Regions from separate parts of the Mus musculus genome. Here all the other regions are linked to region 3. A link is a contact called in public Hi-C and HiChIP or PLAC-seq data. All regions are on one chromosome and are shown on one strand. The core of a region is the stretch at or near the end of the contact, and the rest is flanking DNA. Distances in the headings are between cores, read along the strand shown. Region 1 holds the start of Dpt (dermatopontin). Region 2 overlaps Dpt (dermatopontin). Region 3 overlaps Gm32652 (a long non-coding RNA gene).

Region 1 (2,700 bases), core at 154-2,653, 100 kb before region 3:
AAGACATTTTTAAAAATGTGTTCCATACCAAAACTCTAATGAAAAAATTTCTCAAAATCATTAGCCAGGAGACAAAAATATTCATGCCAAACTGCCGCTATACACCTATTAAAATGACCAAAATGTAAAAGAAAGGATAATTTTCTGGTGCCATAGCACAGACAGCTTCTTTTAAAGTTTGACAGACTCTTACATAGCAACCTGGAAATCAGTCATGAGTATTTACTGAAGCAAAATGAAGAAGAAGCTTTATACGAAAACCTCTGTGCACTTATAGAAATTTTATTCGTAAGCACTTATGCATAGTTATATATAAATTTTTACAAATGAGATATTCCACACGTGCTTCAGATGATACCATTGAACAGGACACCCATACTGTGGAACCCTTCTCAGCAATTACAAGAGGTCAGTGACTGGCAGCACAGTCGAGTCTCAAAAGCAGGGGTAACAGAGACTGACCCGTGTGGTGTGACCCCAGTTATTAACAATCTGGAACAGGCAAAACTGTAGAGACGAACATCCGATTGTTGGGTAGCAGAACTAGGTATCGGGAACAAAGAGGATGCAGAGGGCTATGAGGAGGTGCTCTGGACTATCCAGTCTACTCTATAGCATGATTTCAGAGCTGCCTGCAGGACTGTATGCTACACAGTTGAAAAGCTGGCCTTTATTTTATACACTTCACCTCAACAAACAGAAAAGTCAATGTAAAGTTTGAAAGTGCCAGCTGAAAAAACTTACCATTCATTTGAGCTTAACCAGTTCCATACTTAAGCCAGAGCTGAAGGGACCACTTTCAGCAGCTCAGGCAGATGCTGAAGCAGAGATAACGCCCCGCTGCTCTCTCCATGGACCAATAGCACTTCTACCTGAACGTTAGACATTTTAACAGTAGACCTGAAGACAGATCATCTGCTTCTACCCCCAATTAAAAGACGGACTAAGAACATAAAAAGAATCCAGGCACCTAGGTTTGCAGAAATCTAAAGGTTGAGTTCCTTTAACTTATCAACGTTTGTGTTTTGAAATCTCCGCCTGGATTTCCGTATAATTCTAGAGAGCTAAGCAGGAGAACAGCTACCAGATACCTGGTTTGCTAGTAAGAAGGGGCGTGGCAGAGGGGCAGCATGCCGAGAGATGAGGGAAGGATAGGTAGGCAATTGAGGGGGTCTTTCTCAGGTGTTTCTGAGCAGAGTGGAGCAGCTGCCTCTGGTCCCTCTCCGTGAAGTGATTCTCTGGGGAGATTTCCTTGATTTACATGTTCCTTGCATGTTCATAGAATTCCACCTTAAAACAAGCTGGACGCAAGCAAGGCCAGTTTCTCAGCGTGGAAAAGCTTTTGCTTGAGCAATGACACACTGCAGTTGGATCCAGTTCACCCACATCTGGGAACCACATGTCAGCGGCAGCTGTATAAAGTCAGCCCAGCAAACTGAGGGTGACATTTTTTTTGCCAGAAGCCGGGCAGTATGGACCTCACTCTTCTGTGGGTTCTTCTGCCACTGGTGACCACAGCCTGGGGCCAGTATGGTGGCTACGGGTACCCATACCAGCAGTACCAGGACTACGGTGATGATGGATGGGTGAATCTTAACCGCCAAGGCTTCAGCTACCAGTGTCCCCACGGGCAAGTGGTGGTAGCTGTGAGGAGCATCTTTAGCAAGAAGGAAGGCTCTGACAGACAATGGAACTATGCCTGCATGCCTACACCCCAAAGCCTGGGGGAGCCCACTGAGTGCTGGTGGGAGGAGATCAACAGGGCCGGCATGGAATGGTAAGAAGCAGAGAGTGCTCTAGAGATGGGAACATCTGTGTATGTACTGCATGGGAGAAGTTTGGTCCTTAAAATAGCAGGGCTCATAACCTGGGCACATCCTAAACTTGCTATTGCATGCTCTGGCGGGCAGGTGTGTACAATGTAGATAACATTGTAAGGTGAAAAACCAGGATGGGGTATGTCCCATGAAGGATGGATCTGGTTCTACTCCTTCAAAGGCCATCCCTAGGCTCAGTGTGTCCCGCAAGCTGGGTGTGTGTACGCAGAATGCTTACCAGACTTCCAAAATAGAGATGTCTTAAGGAATTTATAGAAAGTGGGCATCCCTGTGACATGGGAATAACACTTCCATTTTGGGATGATTTACCGTTTTCCAAAAATACTGCTCCAGGGTGGTTGGGACAAAATAAACAATTGGGTCCTCAGTATCCATATCCTGAAAAAAAAATATTGATTCAAAGTAAGTGATTGGGTAAACAAGACTGAGAACTAGAAACAAAGGGTCCTGAAGTTAAGTAGTGCTCTGCTGTTCTGATGAAATATGTTCTGGCGAGTTTTACTACTGAGATTTCTCTGTCTCCCTCTCTCTCCCTTTCTCTTGAATTTAAATAGCCTCTGTTGCTAGGATATAGTTTACCAAAGGTTTTTAGAGGTACTGTCCTGACTTCTGCCTTTTGCCTAATCATTGGAACTGCATTGGTCCCAGTTTGTGCTTCTCTGTGGTGTTTGACTATCCCAGCCCTGGCATTTGCTCAGAAGCCCATCTTAAGAGACAGGGGTGGCTATACTGGTCATTCATAGCTGTCCAAATGGAGCCCAAATTTCAGGGCTTAGGGAGATGGTGGAGGCTGACCCTAGGAGAGGCAGACTGAGGGAGGAGGTAGCCCAGCTGGAAGGCTGCCAGGTGTGCCCTCTGCTGA
Region 2 (2,700 bases), core at 70-2,569, 82 kb before region 3:
ATCCTGAGAGTGCTGGGATTGCAGGCATGCTCCAATGCAGCCTCCTTCCCTTCTACATTGAAATTCTCTCTGCAGCATGCATGAGAAGCCTGTCAAGTGAATGTCTGGCACCTCTGTATTTTCGAGCATTTAGAGACTCAGAAATAATATCATTCCGGGATAGAAAAACAAAATCATCACCAACTCCCAGATGCATGTGGGATTTATTTGTTTGGTGGGAGCCAAGGTGCTGTTCTGATTTCAGCGTGATATCTCTCTGGATATCACAACATCACTGAAACCTGGCAAGAAAGTAAATTCCTGCTCGATGCAGGCATGCCATTTCTAATCGGTTCCCACTGGACTAGATGAGTATGTAAATGCAACACATATTTATTTAGCTGGAAGAATCCAAATTTGTAGTCCAATGGTCTGTTAACAGCCAACACATGTCACCAAAAGGGCGGCAAACAAGACTACGGAGACCTTTTGCCTCTTCCACTGTCCTCAAACAGCTCCAGCTCCTCCAGGTCACATCCCAGTCAGTCGGCCTGCTGGATGGAAGCTGCGCATATGCATCCTGGGACCGAGGGGTTTGAATTTAGGAACGTGTTCGCTTCTTTATTGTTTTGCCTAATGATCCTTCTCTGGATCTATGACTGATCAGTAGGTTTGTAGAATGATCTGCTTGGACACAGTCACTTGTTTAAATGACCTTTACATTGCCTTTCACTGTCACTGGCTTTCTGTGACACTCAAACTCAGCATTCTCCATCATTTCCCCCCTGACTTCCCCATCATGTCCAGTTTATAAGGCAGAGAGTAGCTTCGCTTAATTCCTGGACATTCCTAGTTCTCAACAACAAAAGTCAGTTAAAGAGAGCATTTGTCTCTTCTCTTCCACTGTGAATAATCCAGTCAAAGAAAATCTTTGTGAAATCGGGCACCTTTGTTCTGATTTTAACACTAGATGAGGTTTCTTGGCAAGACCATTCCTGTGATGCTGTGTCCAAGTCAGGAATGAGCTCATAGGCCTTCCGTCAGGGAGTCTGTCAGCCTGCCCTGGCTGGCTGGTCTCCTGTAGCATGTTTCCCAGAGGCCTGATAAAAAGAGGAACTGTACACACTGATGGCTCTGAGCTAGCATAGGAGCTATTATTGCAGAGATGGAAGCTCCTATATCTTGATAAAATGAATCTGGATGTTAGTGTTTAAGAGGGCACACTGCATGTGGGTACTCCTGTTTTTCACAAGCAGCCACCACCCTGCCCTGTGTACACTCATTCTGGAGAACCACAGCTCCCCTGAGCCTGCGCAGAATCAATTGTCCCTTTCCTCAGCTGGAGCAGCTGTCACAGTTACTGTCCCCTATTTATAATGTTGGCATCTATTTGCGCATATAGGAGATACTCCGTTTTGTGTTCAGACTTCAAACGCAGACACTTCAAAGATGTGTCTGATTGTCAGAGTATCAGCTCACCCAACCTGAGCCACTTAGAACAAAGCAAACCTGTCAATCACAGCCAAGTCCACTTCAATCCACAGGACTCTAGAAGACATCCTTCATTTCTTTATCCAATTAGTTACTAAATGTGAAAGGATAGAAAATATGTATATTTCACAGATTTAGGAGAAGTTCTGAACCATGGCTATTATATTGATTTATTTAGTGATATCATCCTTGTGCTCGTGGAGACCATGAGATATGGAAGCTGTGATGCTCTTCAAAAGAGTGAGCTTGATTCAGAAAGGTCCAGCCACTTCTAGATCCCATGTTATGTGTATAGTGTACAGCCACTTACCTTTATCACAGGAAGAAAATAAGAATACAGATCAAGTGTTAGGCAGCAACACAGCAGACATCTAATGGCAAAGTGAAGGAGGGGGGGGTGTTTGCTTTATTTGGAGGGAAGGAGAAGTTGGAGGTGAAACTGTCCTTGTTGATGTACAGCTCAGGGTAGCCAGGCTTATGACTGTCAACAGTAATCAAAACAAATGTGACCACTGCCGACCAGCCCTGGGCTTGAAGCAAGAGCTCGAGGCTCCCTTCCAAAACAGCAATTTGAAAAAAGTTCAGGGACTTTCCTCTTCTAATTTAAGTCACAGACATCCTGAGAACTGTGCTTCCGCTGTGTGGTGATACATATCTGAACCGTTTGAAATAGAAACCCCCAAATGCCACAGAGGATAGACACTAACATTTTATGTTCCCTCTCACAGCCCAGGTTCCCAGAATTCAGTCTGTCGACACAGACAAGGGCACTAATGTGACTGTAGAGGACATGGCATGTGGTCCTATTTGGCCAATGCCCAGCTCTCTGGGAGGGACCAAGACACCTGCTTCTTTGCCCCTGTCTATTTATATTTATTTTTTAATGTAAGTCCATTTGGGTTTTGTTGTAGTAAACATTTAACCTCAATTGAGGGTTTCTACCCCGTCTTTGATCATTCAGTTCTCAGATAAAGGACACACAACCTTTATATTTATATCCCCAATGAAGGATCTAGAGAAAAGACCCAAGGAGCTAAGGGGTTTGCAGCCCCATAGGAGGAGCAACAATATGAACTAACCAGTAACCCCAGAGCTCCCTGGGACTAAACCACCAACCAAAGAGTATACATGGAGGGACTCATGGCTCCAGCTGCTTATGCAGCAGAGGATGGCCTTGTTGGTCATCAATGGGAGGAGAGGCCCTTGGTCCCATGAAGGCTTAATGCCCCA
Region 3 (2,700 bases), core at 49-2,548:
TATTTCTTCATTGAAAAAATACTTCTTTTATTTTATATATATGAACATTTTGACTGTATGTATGTCTGGATACAACTGTATGTGTCTGGTACCCAAGAAGATCAGAAGAAAGTGTCAGATTCCCTGGAAATGGAATTATAAATGGAAATAGAATTCCCTGGAAATGGAATTATAGACAGTTGTGAGCTTCTGTGTCGGTGCTGAGGTTCAAACCGAGGTCATCTGGAAGAGCAGCAGGTGCACTTAACCACGGAGTCATCTCTCCTGGCCCAATATTTTATTTATTTTTAATTCTATCTATCTATCTGTCTATCTATCCATCCATCTAACTCAATCTCTCTCTCTCTCTCTCTCTCTCTCTCTCTCTCTCTCTCTCTCTCTGTGTGTGTGTGTGTGTGTGTGTGTGTGTGTATGTGTGTGTGTGCATGCACATGTGTGTCTACACATAGTTGTAGGCACCCAAAGAGGCCAAAGGAAGGCATCAGATTCCCTAGATCTGGAGTTGCAGGCTGTTGTGAGCTGGGTGGTTGGAACAGCAAAGGTGAAGAAATCCCATGATCCTGTCTGTTATCCTCAGAAATCCCCCCAGTCTTTCATGTTCCCACTTAGCCAACCCAAAGGAGACCCTGGCCTCTGGTGGCCTAGATAGTCAAAGACAGCTATGTTCCCCATGGCTTCTCTCAGTGGCAGTCACACCTCCTGCTTAGTGGAATGGCGGGTTCCACTTTGGCCCAGTTTATTGCTAATGTGCTATTACATTAACTCTTTCATAGACTCAGTAAGCTTTCTCCTGAGCTTTTCCAGAGGTGTAGGAAAATGTGGGCCTCCACACACCGCCTCCCATAGAAGGTGTAATGAGCAATGACCAGTTTTCTGCAATATCAGTGGGGACCAAATGAGCACGGTAGAATCTGCTGTTCACTCCCGAGCTTCCGTCCTCCTGCTTTCGATCCTCCCTCTGCCCTCTGGAGCCACACCCATGCCCTGGCTCTCCACTCAGGGTCTGGCACTCTCAGGCACGCACAGCATGCCAGAGACAGCAGGAAACCCCCTCTGGCATATGGGTTCAATCCTTCATTCTTAGAATGGCTTCCAACGGCCTTCACCCTCCACCCTGTAGTGGAGAGCAAGATTGTCTCTTGGAAGGATTTTTCTGCATGTGTGAATGGAATGGAAGATGACTGATGGCTTGGTGAATTGTGCACTGAACTCTGACTTTTAGGCACTAAATATAGACAGCGCACATGCTGGACAAGCTAAATATAGTAGCAGTGTTGGCAAGAAGGGGTGAGGGAGACTCCCAGGACAGACTGGATGGAGGCTGAGCGGTAAACCCACAGCCACTCCCAGCTGTGGTTAATTTATCACCCCTGCTGGGAAGGGGTGCGCGTCAGTTTCATCCAGGCATGATTTGTTTGTCAGAGTGTTTGTTGGGAGCCATTTTTCTGTCTACAAACAAGCACGCAGCTCAGGATGCCTTTGTCTGCCTCCAGCAAGTTAGCCTTCTCCACTGGGCTACAGCTCAGTGCTGTCCCCATTGGGGGTGACTTTGGATCTCCTAGTGAGTTATTTCTAATTCCATCCCACACTGCCCCAGATCTTTCTTGTTTAGTTAGATAAGATGGCTCTAATTATTGAGGCTGAAGGTCAGAATGAGAATGGATCGCTAGGGCTGCCAAACTGTATGCCCCGAAGCGCACTTTCTGGTTCAAGAACACAACTCCTTCCCCCACCCTACCCCCTTGCCCCTCCCGCCGTCCACTCTGAAAAAAGCCACTTAGCTCTTTATCTTTGCCCAAGTTAGGGCCAACGGCTAGAGAAAGTGTCCTCTGCCCCCTGCCTCTCTCCCAGCAGCATGAGAAGACAGCATTAGGGCAGCATTAGAACTCTCTTGGAAGAAGGTTCCCTTTCAGAACGCAAAATGTCTGTCAGCCCTCTCTACCAGTACTGCCACCCCCAAGAAGCCACCGTGGACAGGGAAGGCCTGATAAGCATTCATTTACAATTTTCCCTTCATTAGCAAGAAGCCTGCTTCTCTCCTGGGGTGAGACAGAGATAGCTCATCTGCATTTTGATTGCTGTGTTAGGATAATGACAACCGAAAATAGGCTCTGAACTCCCTCTATGACCAGTTTCCATTAATTAGATTTAATTGTGTGACCCAAGCAGGGAAAAGAGATCTCCTTGCCTGTCCATGCATAAATCATATCTGATTTATCCCACTGTGTTTTCTTTTATGTCTCATCACACCTCCCAGTGCTGGAACCCAGGAGCCCGCCTGCCCTCCCCCACCCCTCCCCTCCAGCCTGCCCTCTCCCACCCCTCCCCTCCAGCCTTCCCAGTGGTGACTGAGATACTAGCCTGCCTTATCTCAAAACAAGGAAGTTTGCTCACAATGCTATCATGCCCATGAGTCTGTAAGTGACACTCTCGGTTGGCTATGGCTTGGTTTTTCTTAAAGCTAGGAGAAAACCCATCCCTAAGGGTCTTAATTGGTCTAATTCTCAGCAGTCATAACTATGGTCAAAGCAGAATGCAAAGTCACAATTTTCTGCCGATCCATGACAGAGACAGAAGATGTGAATATAAATACAAGATGGAGAGAATACATTGGCATGAGTACAGCTCAGTATCTTCATGATGGAGACTGAATATGTTAGATACGTTAGGATGACTCAGGGGTCTAAGGCAGTCAGGAAT

The links. A called contact is a pair of places that touch in the nucleus more often than the background predicts. HiChIP or PLAC-seq counts read pairs in DNA pulled down with a chosen protein or histone mark.
Region 1: an H3K27ac HiChIP or PLAC-seq map of heart atrium shows a contact between it and region 3, with 13 read pairs. The contact joins the promoter of Dpt here to the enhancer-like site in region 3. A contact is called at or near these places in 6 of 39 promoter capture datasets (the 3T3-L1 cell line, 3T3-L1-derived adipocytes, hippocampal neurons and 1 more), 24 of 484 Hi-C or Micro-C datasets (the 3T3-L1 cell line, the C2C12 cell line, the MC3T3-E1 cell line and 12 more), 4 of 115 datasets of contacts at active chromatin or transcription factors (cardiomyocytes, heart atrium, neural progenitor cells and 1 more) and 1 of 9 other capture datasets (adipose tissue).
Region 2: a Hi-C map of cerebellum shows a contact between it and region 3, with 1.6 times the contacts expected there. The contact joins two enhancer-like sites. A contact is called at or near these places in 1 of 39 promoter capture datasets (the 3T3-L1 cell line), 2 of 15 datasets of contacts at CTCF or cohesin (CD8 T cells and large pre-B cells), 14 of 484 Hi-C or Micro-C datasets (the 3T3-L1 cell line, the MC3T3-E1 cell line, brown adipocytes and 10 more) and 5 of 115 datasets of contacts at active chromatin or transcription factors (Th17 cells, embryonic stem cells, heart atrium and 2 more).

Annotation. Positions count from the first base shown.
Region 1 is chr1:164,795,260-164,797,959 of GRCm38.p6, forward strand. It overlaps Dpt (dermatopontin), which reads left to right and starts at 1,404. Exons shown (of 4, transcript NM_019759.3): 1 at 1,404-1,777. The coding sequence starts at 1,473. It overlaps Gm32569 (a long non-coding RNA gene), which reads right to left. Exons shown (of 4, transcript XR_373663.3): 4 at 267-2,216.
Region 2 is chr1:164,813,427-164,816,126 of GRCm38.p6, forward strand. All of the region lies in intron 2 of Dpt (dermatopontin), which reads left to right. Among named protein-coding and RNA genes, the nearest start is that of Gm32569, 9.8 kb to the left of the region's middle. Within about 2 kb of position 1,320, at least 89 of the 459 cell types and tissues checked have an H3K27ac peak or open chromatin away from gene starts, as enhancers often do. A contact at or near this core is called in cerebellum and heart atrium, where this site is marked.
Region 3 is chr1:164,895,308-164,898,007 of GRCm38.p6, forward strand. All of the region lies in intron 1 of Gm32652 (a long non-coding RNA gene), which reads right to left. Among named protein-coding and RNA genes, the nearest start is that of Gm32652, 3.0 kb to the right of the region's middle. Within about 2 kb of position 1,299, at least 41 of the 459 cell types and tissues checked have an H3K27ac peak or open chromatin away from gene starts, as enhancers often do. A contact at or near this core is called in adipose tissue, cardiomyocytes, cerebellum and 3 more, where this site is marked.